Linked DNA regions of Mus musculus: region 2 is linked to region 1. A link is a contact called in public Hi-C data. All regions are on one chromosome and are shown on one strand. Each heading gives the region's core, a stretch centred on a gene start, on an enhancer-like site or on the middle of the called end of the contact. The rest is flanking DNA. Distances are from core to core; before and after follow the strand shown.

Region 1 (2,654 bases), core at 48-2,547:
TGGATGCCATAAGGAAATCTTGTCACCAACAAACAAACAAGCCTAAAGGCATTTTATATCAAAGTCTGGAGCAGTGGTGGGATTCAAGGGAGCTCTCTGTGCATAGCAAGGCTAGCAAAAAGCCAGGAACATCTCTGCTGAGCGCAGTCTGGTTCCCCAGCAGCAGAAATTCTTTAGCATTCTTTAAGGATAGCCTCATCTTTGGCAAAGCAAAACAAACAATAACCCTACGGTATTTAGATTATATTAAACTCAAGGAAAAACATTTGTTAGTACGCAAATTTTATATATTGCTGTTGCCTCCTGGTGATTTTATAAGCACAGACTGCAGACTGAGAGACAAGGGAGTGGGGAAGAGAATCATAGCTCTCTCTGAGTCTGCCATGAGGCATCTCATTAGCTCCCAGTCTTGCTCTGCAAGAAACTCAGTGCTCACATTTTGCTCCCTCATTGTATCCTCTATGAGGTAGAACGGGTGGGTTTATTCTTGTTTAGCTAATGAGGAAATTGAGACTATGAGAGCTAATAAGACTTCCTCAAGGTCAAATGGCTATTAAGGGGCGAAGAAGCACCTTCTGGCATCAAGTCCGGTGATCAGTACATGATATTTTGTCCATCAGTGTAACTGAAATGAACCTAACGTCTTCCTCTTCTTTCCGGTTTGATTTCATCCACTTAATTAATATTTATTAAGTGCTAGTTACCGGAGAAAGGTCGAAAAAAGACAAGGTCACGCACTTAAAGAAGGGTACAGAAAATGAACAGATCAGAAAAGACTGGGAGTGATGAACAGGGTGATTGTAACAGGAGTGAAGCCATAGGGCTCACACTCAGCATGGGAACAGAGTCCAGAGCCACCAAAGGCAGCAGGAATAACTGTGTGGAACTTTGTGCACGCTTCCAAATAATGTAAATATCTTTTGAGAATAATCAGCCCTAAAAATAAGTCACGTTCGTTAGGAAGACAGGCAGTACAGGAATGGTTCCTGTCACAGAGACAAACATGGAGAAGGTAAAATATTTGAGAAACATTGGCATTTTCAAGAAACTAACAGAAGTTCCATTCCTCTCAAGAACAGAATATAATCCAAACACAAAGAAAGGTGGGATCCAAGCATGTCTGCTCAGTAAGACCTACTGTGAGCTCTGAGGCTTCAGAAATCTACAGAGAAATGTTCTGGTGATACAGTTATGACCACATCTGTGTGATACAGGATATTCTGGCAGCAACAGAACTTAGCTATTAGCTTCACGGAAGAGACACTGGGGGTAGGGGAACCAGCAAGAAGGTTGCATTGTAGTCATGGCAACTGATAAAGAAGACTAAACTGAGGGGGTGGTGGAAAAGGATACATGCAAGGAAGTATTTAAAAGCAAAAGCCACAGCTTGATGTTTGAGTTGAGCATCAGGGAGAGGAAGGCTACCAGAAAAGATGCTGAATGATGTGAAAAGTGGGAAGGTCCAAGGACCGAGATTGCATGAGGCTCTTTTCCAGGCTCGCTGTCCTCAAGCCTAGCACATCTGAGGTGCATGAGGTGCTCAGCCAGCCTCTGTTGTCCTTGAACGCCTCCCTGGCTTCAGGGAGACCCACACCAATGATGAAACACATCATGTAGTTGTTTCTTATCCCTAGGACGACCTGGCTCTGAGACCTGAAACTAGGAGGTACTCAAAAAGGTGAAGAACAAGAGTTTTGTTTTTTTTTTTTTTTATTGAAGAAAATGATATGATGTACGTGCATGTAACACGAAAGTAGACACAAAACTGCCTATAGAAGCAAAAGGGACTGACTAACAAGGAGGATTGGGCTGAGAAAGGCAGTGTGGGAAGCAAGGCTGCCATGGGCTCAATGTTTAATATACGCTTGCATGACAATGCCCCTAAGTTGTATAGTACTGAGTATACCAAATATCAAGAATGAAAGACATTAATAATATGAAAAGGAAAAGCAAAGCAGACCCATAGATAGAAGTGAAAAGGTGAGCTGATGCCAATCTCTGGGCATTTCTTATCTAATATGTTCTATTTTGCCTGTAGCTACACTCCTTTAATGGTGACTTTGGAGCTCTTCTTACTGGAGGGTGGAGCCTAATTTTCCATCCTTTTGGATTAGACTAACACGAATTTACTTGAGCCGTGGAACACAGTAAATGTGGCCTTGTTCTTGCACACTCACACCTTGCACACTGCAGTTCTTCTCAGAACTGTGCTAGGCAAACATGCACATGAGCCTGGGCCAAACTGGAGCTTGGAGGGCAGCCATTGCAGCAGAGGCCAATCTGAACCAGCTAACCCCAAGCCACGCCCATCTGACATAGAGCGAACCATTGACAATGGAAAGCCACCCATCTGAGTCCAGCGCACAATGTCAACTCAGAAGTTTGTGAGCTGAATGAGTAATTGTTCCGTTAACCCAATAAAGTTTGGGGATTATTAGTAGGAAAAGTTAATCATAAACTGTCATTAAAAGAGTAACATTAAGACTCTGTCTCTCTCTCTGTCTCTCTGTCTCTCTCTCTCTCTCACACACACACACACACACACACACACAAAGGATTGACTCCATACCTCTTGTGTTAAACATATGTTCTGCAACTGAGCCACACCCGAAGTCCCTGGTTCCTACTTTGAAGACAAGAGGTGCAGGAGACTA
Region 2 (2,654 bases), core at 79-2,578, 100 kb before region 1:
CGAAATGGCTCAGCGGGTAAGAGCACTACTGACTGCTCTCCCAAAGGTCCTGAGTTCAAATCCCAGCAACCACGTGGTGGCTCACAAACACCCGTAAAATGTATAATAATAAATAAATCTTTAAAAAAAAAAAACCCAGTCCATAGAAAAATGGTGCCAACATTTCCAGTGTGGCCAACTGTCCCAGATGTCCTAGGAGTTATAGGATGGAGTACCTAGGGTGTGAGACTTTCTGTACCAACACCAAGAAGCCCTAAGCAGACTGACTAGCCACACTTTCTACTGAAATTTTCAGGGTAGTGTTATCTACTCTGGAGGCAAGAGGCAGACCGTAGTGACTGCATCATGGAAGTACCATGCCTCAGTCAGGACAACACGGAAACACAGATCTGTGGAATGTGTTGCCAATGTTAAGAAATTCCCATCTGGAGACTGCATTGTTTTGGAACAGGTATCTCTTTTGTTGCCCTGAAATGTTACCAAGAGCACTTAGCCAGCAGCCCAATAATACTTCCATCTCATCCCGGTACCGCGGGATAAGACCATGGTCAGTAAGCATGATATAACATTTTTCAAGCTGGCAGGCACAACCATAGTGTTAACTCCTCACTCAGGCCACTTCTGAACATGAATTGTAGGTGCATAAGGCCAACAAAATGGTGTCGCCTCTGTGTTAGCTGCTGTTAGCCTACAGAGCAAAGGGAGGGGATCACATGTGGTCCCACACCCCTTAAGGATGCTCAGAGAAGCCATGGCAGTAATGCCACAGCAATGGACCCTGTGGAGAAATAGCATCAAAATGTAGGCCTTGGGCTAGGCAACAGGAATGCTCTTACTAATTCAAGAAGCCATCTCCTAGGAAACCGAGGCCCAGGGTTCTTACAAGAATCCAGATCAGTTACATATTGTGTACACAGGCATTTCCCCAAATATCTATTTCTTGTGTGACCAAGATGTGCCCAAAACCTCACTGGCATGTAATTTCTCCAGCTTTCTAGAGCTAAAGATCCATCTGTGTGACATTTTTCTGCTCCCAGGAATGAGGGATGACGTCTTTGTGTCCCCAGCCCTGGCCTGTTTCCCTTGTTCCTGTGAGGGAGAAGGCCTCTGCTGCTGCAGAAATGCCCTTGTAGGCATGCAGGATGGGGTGCCTGAGAGGCAGCCTGTTCCCTAAGATCACCCCTCAGTCCCCATTTGATCTTTAAAACTTTAGAGGTGCAAATCAGCAAAGGGGGGGGGGAGGGAGGATCCCTCCTCCAGCACTGAGCATTCATTCCGGGAAGCTGAGGAACACTGGATCCCTCCTTGCCTGAGATTAAACGCCCCAGCAGCATTCAGCTCTCGAGAACACTTTTATAGCTATGCTCAGACCTGCAAGGAATATAAATTACGGTTGAATTATACACCATTGCATCATCAGCCATCAACAGGCAGGTCACAGGGTTTTACATCAAAGGTGCCTTTGGGACTTGCTGGGATGAGGCAAGAGATGTTGGACGTGTTTGGGAAGGGAGCGTGCGGCAAGGAGAGGAGACCTGCGTTGCCTCTTCTGCAAGCCGTGAAAATCGTCCAGGCTGAGACACTGCCAGGAGCAGAACCCAGAAACACCCAGGACAGGATTTCTCTTTTTATTCCCGAGGCTATATCTTTATATTACAAGGCTGTTCTGTATCCCAGCATGTTTATGCTACAGTAGTGCAGCATTCCAAGTCAAGCAGCTATAATAACTGGGTCATTCATAGACTGGCATCAATTCTAGAGAGAATAGAGTTGGCCACTTGTTTTGATTTTTTGTTTTGTTTTGTTTTGTTTTTCGAGACAGGGTTTCTCTGTGGAGTCCTGGCTGTCCTGGAACTCACTCTGTAGACCAGGCTGTCCTCGAACTCAGAAATCCACCTGCCTCTGCCTCCCAAGGACTGGGATTAAAGGTGTGTGCCATCACTACCTGGCTAAAAATTTTTATTTGATGTATATACATGTTTTTTTCCTGCATGTATGCACGTATATACCATGTGTGCTGGGACTGGCAGAGCCCAAATTGCAAATCAGATTTTCTGTAACTGAAATTATAGGTGTTTGTGGGCTGCCACATGGGTGCTGGGAACCGAACCTAGATAATCTGCAGGGGCAGTAAGCACTTTTAACTGCTAATCTGTTTCTCCAGGTCCCACGTGGCTTTGAAAAAATATTTTGTTTGTATAACTGGCCCATCCAGACTGCCTCTGCACACACACACACACACACACACACACACACACACACTCACACACATGTGCGTGCACCAAAAATGCCTGTTTCTAGACTTGATGGCCATCCCATAGCTAGGACAGACACAAAATGTACCCATTTGAAAGGATCACTGGTTGGAGTGCTGAGTTCCTTGTAACCCCCTCTCACCTGTGTTGCCTGTGCTCATACCTGCCCAAATACATAGATGCTGTTACAAACTCGCTGGCCCTGGTGGCACTTACACTAAAGTCACCCTTTAAGCACTTGTGAAAACATCTAGCGGGGTGATCAAAGGTAGAGGGATGAGCTGAGCATTTCCTTACAATGAGAAATGGCCAAGGTCGAAGGGTCGTTGCCAGGATTCAGACCTTTCCATCTGCTACCCAGAGTCCCTGAAGTTACATCCTAAGGGGCTTTTCCTCCAG

The links. Hi-C and Micro-C count contacts between places; a contact is called where the count stands out from the background.
Region 2: a contact with region 1 is called in a Hi-C map of cortical neurons, with 1.5 times the contacts expected there. The contact joins two enhancer-like sites. A contact is called at or near these places in 1 of 15 datasets of contacts at CTCF or cohesin (the NIH/3T3 cell line), 4 of 484 Hi-C or Micro-C datasets (cerebellar granule neurons, cortical neurons, olfactory sensory neurons and 1 more) and 1 of 115 datasets of contacts at active chromatin or transcription factors (fibro-adipogenic progenitors).

Annotation. Positions count from the first base shown.
Region 1 is chr6:40,128,539-40,131,192 of GRCm38.p6, reverse strand. The region is part of intron 2 of Tmem178b (transmembrane protein 178B); the gene reads right to left. Among named protein-coding and RNA genes, the nearest start is that of Agk, 200 kb to the left of the region's middle. Within about 2 kb of position 1,297, at least 12 of the 459 cell types and tissues checked have an H3K27ac peak or open chromatin away from gene starts, as enhancers often do. A contact at or near this core is called in cortical neurons, where this site is marked.
Region 2 is chr6:40,232,920-40,235,573 of GRCm38.p6, reverse strand. The region is part of intron 3 of Tmem178b (transmembrane protein 178B); the gene reads right to left. Among named protein-coding and RNA genes, the nearest start is that of Agk, 91 kb to the left of the region's middle. Within about 2 kb of position 1,328, at least 28 of the 459 cell types and tissues checked have an H3K27ac peak or open chromatin away from gene starts, as enhancers often do. A contact at or near this core is called in cortical neurons, where this site is marked.